Regions from separate parts of the Mus musculus genome. Here region 1 is linked to region 2. A link is a contact called in public Hi-C data. All regions are on one chromosome and are shown on one strand. The core of a region is the stretch at or near the end of the contact, and the rest is flanking DNA. Distances in the headings are between cores, read along the strand shown. Region 1 overlaps Foxk1 (forkhead box K1). Region 2 has its middle 95 kb from the start of Gm52792.

Region 1 (4,534 bases), core at 1,179-3,678, 210 kb before region 2:
ACGGTGTGTGCGCGCACATACATACTAATAAATACATGGATTTTGTTTTGTTTTGTTTTTTGTTTTTGTTTTCAAAAAGAATGTGTTCTTCTAAGGTAAGTGTCATGTTACTTAAGTCCCTGGAGCTCCTTCAAAAGATTAACTTTGCTTCTGAAACCACAAAGTACCCAAGGTGGAAAACACCCTAATATTAGGTACTCGTTTAAAAATCGTGTGCATATGATGTGTGTATATGTAATTATATATGTATGTATGCATGTATGTGTGCAGGTCAGAGGACAGCTCAGCTAGCTGGGCTATACGCTATCTTTGCATAGGTTCTGGAGATCTGAACTTGGTCTCACCACTGACCAGCCCAGCCCAATATCAGCTACCTTTAGGCAGTCTTACGGCAGGAGAGGGGAGCCATCGCCCTATATCTGGGGGTCTGATACTGGATCTGGGCTCTCAGGCCTTTGCCAGGCCAGGTCTATGTTTTTCGAAGACTTCTCACCGGTGCGACATCTGGGGAGGAAGGGCTGTCCAGTGCAGACACGGTGACCATACAAAAGTTCCCTGCAGGCTGATGAGACAGAGCCCAAGTGGTGCTACACAGGGACACACACCTCAGATGCAGCCACTGGGATCCCAGGAGAACTGGGATGGCCCCCACCAAGCTCGACTGGAAACCCAATGTTGCAGCACCCCAGACAGTGCAGGATGACACACAAACAGCAGGGACAGGCCAAAGGAACACGGAGGGCCCTAAACCCGCTGGTGGGGAGAAACCAAGTTGTCAGATGGGAAAGGAAACAAGGTAAGGCCTGTTGGTGCAGACAGGGACAGGAAACAGCAGACTCAGTGTCCGTAGATGCCTAGAACATTCGATGCCGCCTTCAAGTTCTAATGTGATCACAGGAAGGTTACACAACCTGAAGGAAGCACCAAAGTTTGCCAGGAAGACAAGCATTCAGGAGGCTCCTTTTCCAGAGGTACGCATGCAGAGACCTCCAGGTGTCCCTGAAGTCCTAGACAGCACAGAGCCTGACACACACCATCGCTTCCTACGTTCCTACGTTCCTACTCCACGATAAAGCGTGGCCTGTAACTTACCGGCAGAACTTGCTGTGCTGCTGGTCTTTGGCACGCCTGAATTTGACCCTCCCCGCCCTCTCCCAGTACTGATGCATGCCAGGTTAAGTGATCTACCATGGGGCTTCATCCCCAGCCCACAGTGCAGACTGGGTAATCCAGCCACCCACCAGATACACTGGGCAGGGAGTCACACACAGGGGAGGAGCTATGCAGCGCTGCACTTGATTGAAGACTTGTAACTTGCTCATTTTCTGCAGTTTTCCACTTGGTATTTTTGGACTGTGCATAACTGAAACCACAAGCAAGTGAAACTAAGGCTGGGAGTGGGTTGGGGTGGGGAGGGGAGGGGCGGGGCTCGGTGGGGTGCTAGACTTCTGATGCAGACTGGGGTGCTCTCCAAACGCAAATCTCCGAGAGCACAGGAGACTGAGCTAGCCCTAGCCCGCAGTAAAGTAGAACTGTACTACAGCTCCATGACTAAGGGGGCCAGTTCTCTGATGCCGACTTCCCTTCATTCACATCACCACTGCTAACCTTTGCTACACGTGTACATGCAGGGGGCGGGCACGGCACTGCACAGCCTGGGTGTGGAAGACGGCAACTTTAGGGACTCAGCTCTCCCCTCCACCATGCGGCTTCGGGACTGAGCTCAGGTCTTCAGGCTCGGGAGGGAGCACCTTCCTTTACTCACTGAGCCATCCCACCAGCCTTTCCATCTTAATTTTGGGACAGGGTCTGTAACAGAAGCGAACCCTGAGTTCCCAGTTTCAGCCAGACAGGCTGGCCTCAGATCTGCAATCTTCCTGCCTCAGCGCCCTGGGTGCAGGGATTCCTGGTAAATGCCTGGTGCTGGGACCCACAGGCTACTTTCATGGCTGCTATGGCAGTCTGCTGAAGTGTAGTCCCACGGAGCCTGCTTTAGCCTCAGTAGCCTCAGCAAATGATTAACCAGCTCCCTGTTTTCCTAAATCACTTGCTCTTCACAGAAAGAAAGGTCAAAACACTGCCGAAGCTGCAGTTTCTTTCAAAGAGCTCATTCATCTGCTGGGCGGAGCCCTGCAGGCAGGGACAGCCCCCCCAAAAAAACCCAACATACACACAACTCAAAACCACAGCGGAACAACCCGCCCTGGGAAATAAGGAGCCACCCAACAAACTGAAGCCAGCCTGGTGGGGGGGGGGTGGGGGGGGGGTGGAGTGAGGCAAAGGTACCGAACCCTGGGATCCGCTCCATGGAGGGAGGAGCCACAGCTGGGAGGTCCCCAAGCCTTCGGTGCCCAGGTCGGCCAATAGGGACCCGCTAGCAAAGCTCACCAAATTAGGCAAGCAGACTGAGCAGGGCGGGGCCCACTGCTGCGGGCTGGGAAGTCAAACCCTTTCCCCAAGCCTGCCCCACCCTGGCTCCCGCTGCCTGGGAGAGGAAGGGCAGGGCGTGTTTGTAAACACGTGGGCTCCACCCCTACACAGAAACTCAAACTGAGAAAGTCTTGGCAGGCGAACCTCCAGCGGCCGGCCGCTGAGCTTTACAAAAGCTCAATGGAATTCCTCAGTGTGGAGATAAACGGATGTCAACAGAGATCTTTTGTTGTGACACTTAAAGGCCCAGGGAGTCCAGAGCAAGTCCCAAGCCACTGTCAACAGCGACTGCGGACAGAGTGACCACGCACCCGTGGGAACTCAGGAGGAGCCAAGGGCCTGCCCCCTCCCAGCAGTACCAGGAATGTGGCAGACACAAAGTCGGGACTCCAAGGGAGCACTGGGGACACCAAAGCACCAACTGCTGGGCGGGGGTTCGGGGAGAGGGGGAGGTCTTTACAGCCACTGTGCCACCTGACCAAAAGCCACTCTACACCCGACCTATGATCACTCAGTGTCTTAGCCAGCTGGCTGCTGTTTTGTTTTTGAGACAGGGTCTCATGTAGCTGGGGTATTACACACGGCTTTTGATCCTCCAGCCTCCACCTGCCCAGAGCTGGGGCTGCCATGGGCCACTGCGTCTGCTGTTATCAGTGCTCAGGATCTTGCAGGCTTTCTTGGCAAGCAGCGCTCCACCAACCAGCCCCACTCCCAGCACGCACCACTTTTTCTTTGTATTGTCAATGAGAAACGTTGAAGCCAGGCATGCTTGTGCCTTTAGCCCCAGCTCTGGGGAGGCAGACGCACACAGGATAATTGAGGCCAGCCTATGTAGTGAATTCCAGAGTTACAAAGTGAGATCCTGTCTCAAAAACAAACAAACAACACAAAAAACTACACTATTCAATCCCACAATCACGTACCCTACCTAGTACTGGATATTGAACCAAGAGCCTTTGTTTGTTTGTTTGTTTGTTTGGAGATGAGGCCTCACTATATAGTCCTGGTGTTTCTATAACAAATAACGTAGCCGGCTGGCCTTGATGTGACCCTCTGGCCTCAGCTCCCAAGTGCTGGGATTTCAGGTGTGTGCCACCATGCCATGCCGGGCTAACCTAGGGCCCCTTTCAGGCCCCTAAAGTGTCTACCCCTGAACTCATCCAGGTCCTCTTCTTATTACAGGATGACAGGGTACCACTTGTTGCCCAGGCTCATTTTGGTCCTACTCAGTAGCCCAGGCTGGCCCTGAACATGCTTTTAGGGCTGCCCCACCTGTTTCTCATGTGAGTGTCGTGTGCTTGCTCAAAGCCACATGATTTCCCATGTAAATAACAGAAAGGCTACAACTTTCTTAACTGTTGGGAAGCCAGGAGCCCCAGCAATAGGTGACAAGAACCACTGGTGGGAGGGGCTTTGTGAGGAACCCTCAGTCTCTCAGTGACTGAATCATTCATTTTATATAAACAAACACCTGCACCTGCAATCCCAGCATCTGGGAGGCTGAGTCAGGAAGATTACTGCAAGTTTCAGGCAAGCCTGGGTAACAAACTGAGTTCTGAACCAGCCTCACTGCAGTGAGACCCCGTCTCAAAAAGCAAATCAGGGGCTCGGGCGGCCCTGAGGGTAAAGGTGCTTGCAGTCGAGCTGGTGGGAAGGAGAGCAAAGACTCCCACAGGCTGTTCTCTGACCTTCACATGCCCCTCCCAACAAATACATACATACATACATACATACATACATACATACATCAATATAGCTTACAAAAGAAACAGTATCAGAACAAGTCGCCCACACAGGGCCTCCCGACTGCTCTGACTGCCCTGACCTCTAAGGGGACCGGCCTGGGGCCCCGTCCAAGTTCAGCACCTGGAAGACATGCTCATGCGTTTGGAATGTGGGTCTTAAGAACAGGGAGGCTCCCAGACTGAAAAGAAGCTGGGAAGAAGCAGTCTCTGATGAAATCAATGGCTGAAGGACACGCGGCGGGTGCTGAGCACAGGCTGGCTGTCAACTCTCACCACCGCCTTCCTTCCGCGGCCTTTGCCATCACTGCAGGCTTCACAGCCTGGAAGATGTGGGCGGCTGCTGTGGGAAGCAGCTATGG
Region 2 (4,441 bases), core at 1,157-3,656:
CTCTGCCTTTGTCAATGCACTTATTTATCACTGGGTTAGGCTCCTCTGAGGGTTAAGGCTGCCTTCTGCTCATGTTTCATTCCACCATAGGATACATTTACCAAGCTCTCTTTGGCTCTTTACTTATTTGTACCTGCTGAGGCGTGTTCCCCTGCTGCCTGCTCCCAGTTGGTCATCTGTATGTGAATCTGTGTACCAATCTTTCAATCAATACCAAAACCTAGGCATGAGGTATATGCCTGTAGTCCCAGCATTTGAGAGGCTAAGACGGTAGGATTGTCATGAGTTCAAGGCCAGCGTGGAGTATCTAAGTTCAAGGTTAAGCTGTGCTACTTGCTGAGTTCAGAGACGGTCTGCTCCACAGAGTGAAACCCTGTCTTTAAAAAACTGCAGTTGGTGACTCTTCTCCACTAGTAACCTGCCCACCACTCTTGCACCGGGAAAGCCAGTGGGAAAGCCACCAAGTCAGTGTCACCTTTGTGTCACCTTTGTTTCGCCCCCCTGTGATCCAAGTGTGTCATTGGCGAAGACACGGAGTCTGTGATGTCTTCAGCAACAGGGTCTTGCCATCAAGCAAGAGCAATGGTGACACTTTGTGTTGCTTTTTAGGGGGCCTTTGGGACATGCCCTGTCTTAACAACTCAAGAGGAGGTGTTGCGTATAGGCTCTGGGCCTTTTATTTAACAAACCAGAGCTTCCAGGAGGAGTGTCAGCCCTGGTGTAGGAGACTCAGTTAAAATCATGTGTGTATGTGCATATATGTGGAAAGGCCCTTTTGTGGGTGGTGTCACCCCTGGGCTGGGGACAGCAAGCTGAGCAAGCCATGGGGAGTAAGTCAGTAAAGGACACTCCTCCATGGCATCTGCATCAGCTCCCGCCAGCCACCAGGTTCCTGCTCTGACTTCCTGGATGATGGACTACAAACTGAAAGCTGAAATAAACCCTTTCCTCCCCACGTTGCTTTTGGTCATTGTGGTGGTTTGAATATGCTTGGCCCGGGGAGTGGCACTATGAGGAGGTGTGGCCTTGTTAGAGGAAGTGTGTCACTGTGGGGGTGGGCTTTTGAGACCCTTCTCCTAAGCCATGTAGGAGCCTGCTCCAGGCTTACTATGGATGAAGATGTAGAACTCTCAGCTCCTCTAGCACCCTGACTGCCTGGATGCTGCCATGCTCCCACCTTGATGATAATGGACTAAACCTCTGAAACTGTAAGCCAGGCCCAGTTAAATGTTTGCTTTTAGCCGGGCGTAGTGGCGCATGCCTTTAATCCCAGCACTTGGGAGGCAGAGGCAGGCGGATTTCTGAGTTCGAGGTCAGCCTGGTCTACAGAGTGAGTTCCAGGACAGCCAGGGATACACAGAGAAACCCTTTGCCTTTATCAGAGTTGCAGAGGTCATGGTGTCTCTTCATAGTAATGGAACCCTAACTTTACTCACTGGGCATCTTCTCAGCCCTAGTTTTGATTCATAGTTTTGCAGTGACCATGGTCACATGATTCCATGGCATTGGGTCCTATGACAGGCAGAGCGTGACAGTGGGGGTTTCGGGGGTGAAGTAATGCTCACCTCAGGTCCCTATATAAAATCCTACATCTGATTCTCACAGTGTGGTCTACTTTATTGTGTGCTGGGAAGCTGTCCTGGTCAACTTGACCCAGTCTAGAGTCACCAGGCAAGAGGGACCCTCAGCTGAAGAACTGCCTTCATTGGGTTAGCCTGTAACCACGCCTGTAAGAACTTGTTTTGAGTGATGATTGATGTGGAAGGACTCAGCCCACTGTGGGCAGCACCATCACTAGGCAGTCGGGCCTGAGCTGGGTAAAAAGCTAGCTGAGCATGAGCCAGGAAGCCGCATCCCTCTGCGGTTCTGCTTCAGAGCCTTTCCTGGGTTGCTATGACCCTGGAGTGTAAGCCAAATGACCCCTTTCGTTCCCAAGCTGTTTTTCATCAGGGCGGTTTTTATCACAGCGGCAGAAAAGTAACTAATATAGAAACCATGCTTGGGAAACTGGCCGGGGTTACTCAGGCCAATCATGGCAGATGTGATTCAAAATGGCTGCCACCAAGCACTCACGAATCCATAGAGCCTCTGAGAAACGTGACACTTCAGCAGGCTAGGAGGGAAGAAGGGTTGGAGTGAGCAAGGGAGCTAAGACATAGGATGTGGGCCCTTCTGGGGAAGGGCGTGTTGGGGTGGGCTGCTTTCTGGGCCCAGGAACCAGGCTGGAGTGGGCCATGTTGGTTCCTGCAGGGAGGGGCTGGGCCTCCCGCTGGCCCTGGCAAGGCTGCGGCATTCTTTCTGGAGGATGAATGCAGAATTTTTAATGCCTACTGTGCCTGACCTAATGGAAAAAACGATTTAGTTAAATGGGTTCCAGGTGAGTCCCTTGATTGTGACCACGAGGAATTATGCAAAAGAGGACACAGACTCTGATCCTCTGTGGAGTGTGCCCTTGTGACTGCTCAATCTTCCTCGGTCCGCTGCTTGCTGGGGCTTCTGAAGCCATCCTCGGGGCCCGCCTCATTTGTTAGGCTTCGACCCCACAGTGAAGCCAGAATCCGGCTTGCTCATCACCACAGCTGGAAAATTAAATTTTATTTTCAACACATCTTTACCCTTCTTGCTGCTGATTTGCCTGGCTCCAAGCCAGTCTCCCCATAGCTTTGGTTTTAATATCTGGCCATAAACTCATCAGTGTTACAGCTGCTAGAAGCTGGTCCTGGTGTCACGTTCCTCAGTGCAGTTAATTAAATTGAGAGCACAGGGCGTGAATGGAGGTTATAAAACTCATTGGCCGAAGAGAAAGGGTTGGATGCTCTTGACCGGCAGCTGCGCAAACATTCTGGTTATTTATTTATTAACAATGGTGTCAATGAAGAGTGGGAGGATCCTGTCTGGTGTTGGTGGGAAGACCACACTGCTATGAACCTTTTAAACATCCTTTTAGCTCTTCTATCTTTAGATAGTTACCAAGGAAATGAAGATGTTGATCCACAAGAGACTTACAGACCAATGGGCATGGTGCTACTATTGATTTTAGCCCCCATTAGAGACAACCTAAGAGTCTGTCAAGAGAAGAATGGGCAGGCAGGATATGGTATGGCTTTGCAAGGCTGCTCAGTGCATGGTATGCCCATTCAGCAGTGTTCTTGGACTATGGTACATCCATATAGTAGGATTGTCAAACTGTGGTATGTTCATGCCATGGGGTTCTTGAATTATATACAACTCTATACAAATGGCTCCTTGGACTATGGTATATCTGGGTGGGATCCTAGGGCTGTAGAATATCCATCCAGTGTACATATCAAATTGCAGTATGCCCATAGAATCCTTAGCAATACAATTGAATAGAGACACAGTATACCCATGGAGAAGGATGGCATTCTATGAAGCTTAACCATCAGTAAGGTGAATCTCTAGCCATAGGAGCAGGAGCCATGGTCTCTGGTAAGTTGGAAATGGGCTGGGCAGGAACACAGTGGAGTTGTGGGTAGTGAGAACAGTGCTTATCTTGGCTGGCATGGTGTTTACTGACAGATACATTGCTTAGAACTCATCCAAGTATGCATTAAACACCCAGACACTCCTTTATATTTATAATCTTAAGAAATGTTCCATAACATCAACTAGAGACTAGAGTGTCCACGCTCACCCTGGTCTTTCAGGTTAGAACTGAAGCTCAGAAACTCAGACCGGAACTCAGAATCACAGTGAAGCCCATAGCTAGGGCTATCACCAGACTCTCCTTTGGGGGAGGTATGGGTTGAATACGAAATGCCCTCCATGGGCTCATGTGGTGAATACTTGGGGTTAGCCTATGGAGCTATTTTAGAAAGTTTAGGAGGCTGAGCCTAGCTGGAAGACACAGGTCAATGAAGGTTTACCCTTGAGTGCATTGTCTTGCTCTGACCTGCTCTCTTCACTCTCTGCCTCCAGTCCACCATGTGAGCAGCCATTTAGTTTCACCACATGCCCTCATCATGATGCTATGCGTGATCACACACAGCCCCAGAAGTCAGGGAAATCAAGTCAGCGTGGATTGAAAGCCCCAGTGCCATGAGCCACAGCGAATCTTTCCTCCCCTGAACTTGTTCTCTCTGGTTGTTGTCAAAGAATGGAAAAACCTAACACAGATGGCTGCCTACTGATCTCTATGGTCTTCACACACACCTAGATGGAGGATATAACCAATGGGGTGCATTAGGGGTGCGTTCTACACATTGCCTGGAGATGTCTGAAGGCACTTCTGTGGTCCCAGAGCCATTGAAACAATTATCGCCGCAACGGAACAGAGCTTGAGCCAAGTTGGGCTGAAGTGTCCCATATCTTGGATGTTATGATCTTGTGTTCACCAGCCTCTCCAGCTCTGTGACAATGGTGGTGGTGTTTTTTAAAAAAAATTCTCAAATGTTCTATTTTGCCAATAAGGACTTGGGAG

Evidence for each region. Hi-C and Micro-C count contacts between places; a contact is called where the count stands out from the background.
Region 1: a Hi-C map of nephron progenitors shows a contact between it and region 2, with 1.9 times the contacts expected there. The contact joins two enhancer-like sites. A contact is called at or near these places in 8 of 484 Hi-C or Micro-C datasets (cardiomyocytes, cerebellum, embryonic stem cells and 2 more).

Annotation. Positions count from the first base shown.
Region 1 is chr5:142,438,540-142,443,073 of GRCm38.p6, reverse strand. All of the region lies in intron 2 of Foxk1 (forkhead box K1), which reads right to left. Among named protein-coding and RNA genes, the nearest start is that of Ap5z1, 23 kb to the left of the region's middle. Within about 2 kb of position 2,428, at least 384 of the 459 cell types and tissues checked have an H3K27ac peak or open chromatin away from gene starts, as enhancers often do. A contact at or near this core is called in nephron progenitors, where this site is marked.
Region 2 is chr5:142,227,401-142,231,841 of GRCm38.p6, reverse strand. No RefSeq gene overlaps it. Among named protein-coding and RNA genes, the nearest start is that of Gm52792, 95 kb to the right of the region's middle. Within about 2 kb of position 2,406, at least 15 of the 459 cell types and tissues checked have an H3K27ac peak or open chromatin away from gene starts, as enhancers often do. A contact at or near this core is called in nephron progenitors, where this site is marked.